Linked DNA regions of Anas platyrhynchos: region 1 is linked to region 2. The links are chromatin contacts, called in public Hi-C maps. All regions are on one chromosome and are shown on one strand. Each heading gives the region's core, a stretch centred on a gene start, on an enhancer-like site or on the middle of the called end of the contact. The rest is flanking DNA. Distances are from core to core; before and after follow the strand shown. Region 1 has its middle 36 kb from the start of PPP1CB. Region 2 holds the start of PLB1 (phospholipase B1).

What was found. Hi-C and Micro-C count contacts between places; a contact is called where the count stands out from the background.
Region 1: a Hi-C map of subcutaneous adipose tissue shows a contact between it and region 2, with 5 times the contacts expected there. The contact joins the enhancer-like site here to the promoter of PLB1 in region 2. A contact is called at or near these places in 6 of 8 Hi-C or Micro-C datasets (F1 follicle, F5 follicle, liver and 2 more).

Annotation. Positions count from the first base shown.
Region 1 is chr3:38,692,608-38,695,341 of IASCAAS_PekinDuck_T2T, reverse strand. No RefSeq gene overlaps it. Among named protein-coding and RNA genes, the nearest start is that of PPP1CB, 36 kb to the right of the region's middle. Within about 2 kb of position 1,466, at least 4 of the 8 cell types and tissues checked have an H3K27ac peak or open chromatin away from gene starts, as enhancers often do. A contact at or near this core is called in subcutaneous adipose tissue, where this site is marked.
Region 2 is chr3:38,531,699-38,534,551 of IASCAAS_PekinDuck_T2T, reverse strand. It overlaps PLB1 (phospholipase B1), which reads right to left and starts at 1,352. Exons shown (of 60, transcript XM_072035722.1): 1 at 519-1,352; 2 at 91-149.

The DNA of each region.
Region 1 (2,734 bases), core at 217-2,716, 160 kb before region 2:
TTTTTTCTCTGGGTAAGTTGCACAAGGCATTATGTGCAATCTCCTACATGGAAAGACGCACAATAATCCCATAACATGGGTTGCTGACATCGAAGACATGCTGCTTTTCTAAGGAATGGGGACAGATACACAACAAATGGAAAATCAGGTTTCAGAGAATTACAGTCATATGAAGCTTGTTGACAGGAATAGCAAAAAGCATCTCGTGAAGTTTCAGAAGTTCAACTCATACCTCACAGACGTGTTGACGTGGGATCTTCCACAGCTGCTAGGAGCACCAGGACATTGACAAGGGACTCCAGTGAGAAGAATCCACATCAGTGTGTTCACCCCCAGCCTTCATAAAAATAATCTATCAGCCACGTGCAAGACCACTATAGCATGCCAAACAAACACATAGCACAGGTCACCCCCTGGTGCTGGTAACAAAGCCAAGCAAGGAACGTGATTTTCATGTCTCACAATGGTCCTGTTTTGATTGAAGGCATCGGTTACAAGTAGAAACAGAAGAGGTTAATGTCCAGTAGCTGTTAGCGTAGGAAGATGAGCAGCTAATCTAGGTCAATTAGGACGCTGTACATTAACCCTGCGGCAGGTCAGTGCTACTGTCAATGAGACGGCACTGGTGTGAAACTGTGTGTTTTCTGCTTCCAAGGGCTATTCATGGGTCAGCAAACACACCAGAACAAAGCAGCGCCTGTGATATTGGCAGAGAAAGCACATCTGTTATTGCTCATTCTTTGAAAAGGTTAACGTGAAGGAAGAAATAAAGAAACCAGATAAAGACTGAGCAAGAACCATATTTGGAAGAGTTCCAGGCAAAAAAAAAAAAATCTTCCTTAGGAAATGCTGGCCATTGCTGCCTATGTTGTATAGAATGGGCATCAAGTAGGCAACTAACCCTGACTGCAGGCCTGAGTCAGGGACTCGCATGTTCACTCAAATCCTCACAAGCACTTTGCCAAAGTCCCTTGCTGTTTTTGTTTTCTACCATGACACTTATTTACCATAAAAGTGTGTGATTGTACTTATTGCTTAAGTAATTGTTGCTTACAGACTACTTCAACGTGAAGAGGGGGCAGGAGTTTATTGTATTTGCAGCACAGAACAAACATTTATTCATAAAGCATTACTATCATCAGTTGCAGCCACTTGGGTTTTCTTTTATGAAGAAAAGGACGCTAGTTGTCAAACAATGACTAGGGAGATAAGTGACCTATAAAAAATTTACGTGCATAAATCATAACCACACAAATACAGCTGGAGTAACTGTGTATGAACATAGTGTCCAATCACCTCAAAAACATCTCACCATAACTGCTCACAAATGATTAGTTCTCGATTTAGACTAGTAATATAAGGACACAGTGCTTCACCTAACGAAGCCTGCTTGTACAGACATGGGTGACTAAGCAAGCACTGACAAAGCCTCGACAGCAAACCTGCCCCCTTGCAGGCTCTGCCTGATGTGCTAATGCTTTTCTTACTCGTGGTACACAGGTGCCACCTCCTGGCTGTTTTGATACCTCAGACAAAAGTCTGTATCAAGCACTGAACGAGTGAGCATATTTCTTAGAGAGCAGTTCATCTACATGATGAAATACTTTAGTCCTTACTTTAAAATTTCTCCATTACCAGCTAAAAAAAAGAATATGCAGCTCTGCATGGGGACATTCTCACACCTGACGGGCATAAGTACGTGACAGACAAGTGACTGCATGATTCCCAGCAGTGCCCCACAAGGTACACTCAATCCCATCTCCCCAAGCCAGCCACAACTTCAGAACTCCATTTCCTCCCAGCCTGCTTCATTACCTCGAGCCAACATGCTGGGGCCCCGAGGACAAGCCATTATTTGATCGCAACTACCAGATACAGCTACAAAAGCTGAACACCTTTTATAACAGATGCATACTACTCATCAGGTGCAGATGCTTAGAGGTGTTTATTTGGCAGAAAGCTGCAAGGATCTGCTTGTTCTGAGCCTAGACTTTGCTGAAACACCTTTCTCAGAGTTATCACACCCTCCCAGCTTTATACACGCCTCATTGTCTGTACCATAGAAAAGCACAGGTCAGGGGGCCAGGTAATTTCAAGTGAAGCCCCCTGTGCTGGGTGATCACACTTGAAGTGGAAGGGCTGAGCAACTGTCCAAACCCAACTATGTCCTGTGAAGAGGCCCATAACCCATATGTGGGTGAGCAGAGACAGGCCCCTAGTGGAGCAGACAGGGCCTAACACTTTAGGGCAAGCACAAAGATAGGAATGAGTGGGCCCATACAAGCTTCCTGCAGTTCCACATGGCCCATGAAGGGCTAAAACCCCAACTTACCACTGTGGCCTAATGACAGAGGCAAGAATCACACCCACGGTTTTGAGGAAGACCAGAGAACCAGTCAGGATTGGGTACAGAAACCTTCATCTAGTCTGACAAAGCCTAGGAGGTCATTCCTTTCTATGATTTCTATGGCAGCTTTGATTTTTTCTTTTTCCCCTTAAGAATCCGCAGAGAATTTTAACAGACTTGGAGATCTATCAGACGTACAGGAACTAAATCTGTACTCCTTACCGAGGGAAGCCTAGTTTCAATGCAGCAAGCTCTGAGCTCTGATGAAGCCAAGTACTGTGGATATATTCCAGTGCTGATCAGGAGAGGTTTGCCTATCAGACGGGTGCTGGATAAACATGCAGTAAAATGCCAGTTCTGCAGCTTTTCATCCACTGAGCTTCAACC
Region 2 (2,853 bases), core at 103-2,602:
CTGCAACATTACACTCCCGAGCAAGACTCCGCTACTCCCTCAGTTACAGCATTCAGATCTAACCCCTGAAGAGCATCCTGTTGTCCTCACACAAAGCTCTGGGGTGTCCTCTGGTCTCTTCTGAGCCTCCTGACACCCAACTGGACCTCCTGCAGAGATAATAGGAGAATGTTTAAGAAGGGCAACTGCTTCAGTAAACAGCTTAAAATGCTTAAGCAAACCACTGACACCCCTGATATCTCAGGCAAGATAGCTCATCCTTCAAATGGCTTTTTATGGCTTTATGGCTGAAATTTGATATTATTTGAGGAAATGCACTGCACAGATCTTGCACCCACTTCACTTTGCAAAAAAATGAGAAAGTAAAAAATATATTTAGAATATGAACAGCTATTACGCAGAATAACATAGAAGTAAGAATCTGCGCAGATAGGAGAAAAGTTCGTCCACCCCCCAGTCTCTAACCTCATCCCAGCACAAACATACCATAGGCCTCACCAGTACAAACAGCTGCTCACCTCCAACATAACAGCATATTCAACTCCGAGAAAGAGGAGCTTGTTCCACATCAGGGTCTCACAACAAGAAACCTGGTTTGACACCCTAGCTCCTTTGACCAGGAGTAAGGTAGCAAAAAACTAGAAGCTTACACACCATCAGAATAACCCATGGGCCAGCAGCTCCGCAAACTGGCTTAAAACAGAGCTCCTGGGACCATTGGCAGGGCTGGTGAGGCCCCAGGTGAGGCTGGTCAAGGCCATCATGGCCTGTGAGTCAGTATGGCACTGTGCAGATGGGAGTTTCCTCTAGTGGTCTTTGTCATTAGGTACAAGGGTTTGTGGCTGTTTCATTCCTCAGCAGAAACTTCTCATTAAGTCTGAGAAACAGCCTCCTTAAAGAACTGGAATGTTTAAAATTTTAGAGAGAAAGCTTCTTCGTCACTGTACACCAAGCAAAAGAAGGAAGGTAGCGTTAATTCATACATTTGCCATAAACCACAGCTCCAAGAGTAAGAATTAGGTCTTCAGACTCTGTGACGTGCTCCAGAAGGGAAATATCACTAACTGCAAGGCTTGTAAGTCTTCTGTAAACACTTCTTCCTACCACCCAAGCATCAAAATAGCTCCTAGATTGAATAGCAAATAGCAGGTGGCAGCAAAGATCAAAGAAGCTGGCAAGAGAGAAGAGAGAATTTTCTCACAGACGGAGAAGGTGTCAGAGAGGAGCTGAAGCTTCTCCATCACTGCAAGGACAAAGCCACATCTCACAGAAGCTGTGGAGAGCTGCAGCCCATGAGCCAACCCCCAGCTGACAGCATTTAGGAATACCCCAGGGAACTGCAGCCACATAGCTAATTACTTAATGGTCTACAGAACATCTTCTGCCTTGCCTAAAGCACCTCCTGCTGCTGCTTGGGTGGGACAGGCAGCTGGATAGACTTTGTACCTGATCTTGCCTGTGTTGTGTCAGTCTTCTTGTCATCTGCCCTGGATGAGAAAGTTAATGACACAACTGTGTGGAAGAGCTTTCTGAGGAACATGGTGGTTAAGAGCAGTTTTGTGCCTCTGTATTTTCTCCAGCAAATGTACCTGTTTCACATATCTAGGCCCAAGGGAGTGAAACGCTACAAAACCAAAAGTCAGGCCACTATTAGAGCTCTAAAGTGAGCAACACCCAAACATATATTCAAATACATGCTCTCAAACATGTTAGTCAGAATTTCTGGCCTGTTACCATGTTTTTAGGTAGATTATAATAATACCTAAGAGCTTCACCCCTCATATATTGTATGGGAGGTAGAGGTGGGAAAGTCAATGGATTTCTCTACCTTGCCTTTAAGTTTTGCTTTATCTGCTCACTCAAATGGAGCTTTTTCCTGCATTCCTTTTTCCTCATGTAGAATATTGAAAACCAGAAACCCTGACAATCTATTTGTGTCCTCACCTATAGGACCAGTGTTTTAAAATGCAAAGTAATGAATCTATGGCTGCACCTTTAAAGAAAAACCAACAACGCAGCACTCAACCACTCATAATTAAACACAAAATGATTGCCATCACACACACAAACTTTTACTGTATGTTAGGGACATAGTTCTTTCAGCTGCTAATAGGCAAAGGCCATATATCAGAGGGTAATGTAATCACACCCACAGAACTGTGATGTTACAGCAGCACAGCAGAGGACTTACTGTTGAAATATAAAGCTGACTGATTCTCCATTTCACTTGAAGGTTCAGCCTGTCTGTGCCTTGTGAATGCTTCAGCTAATCCTACTGCCTAGCCAAGGCTTTAGATCCTGAATTTTTTATTCAGGAAGCATATCCTTGCATTGTTCCATCCATCACACCCCAGTCTGTAATGGGTAGACCATTAGAGTAGTGTGGAACGGCTATGAATAAATCATATACCACAGTCAGACGTGTTATCGTGATGTGCCGTTGCCTTGTCTTGCTGCAATCCACGTTGCTGGTAAGCTCAGTGCGTGCTGCGGACCTAAACAGGAGATCTGCCACCTCGGGAGAGGCCAGGAGTGCAGCAGAGGGTCAGGGCATGAAAGGATGCCAAGGGCAGGCAGAGACATCAGCCCCAGGGCAGGAATCCTGCAGCAGCAGGCAGGAGCGCTGCCCAGTTTAAAGGAGGCTGCTACCATCTGCTGGAGAGACTGCAAATACTCAGTGGAGAAGAAGAAACCAGAAGTTTATTTGGTCATTTCGGGCAGGAGCTGGAATACACCTCTCCGCATGTGGTGAGGCAACAGAAAGCAGGCGAAATGCCTCCTAATATTTGGCTCTCCCCTTAAAACACAGGTTTCTGGAACTGCTGGCAGGGAGGGTCTTAGGCGTTTCTATCA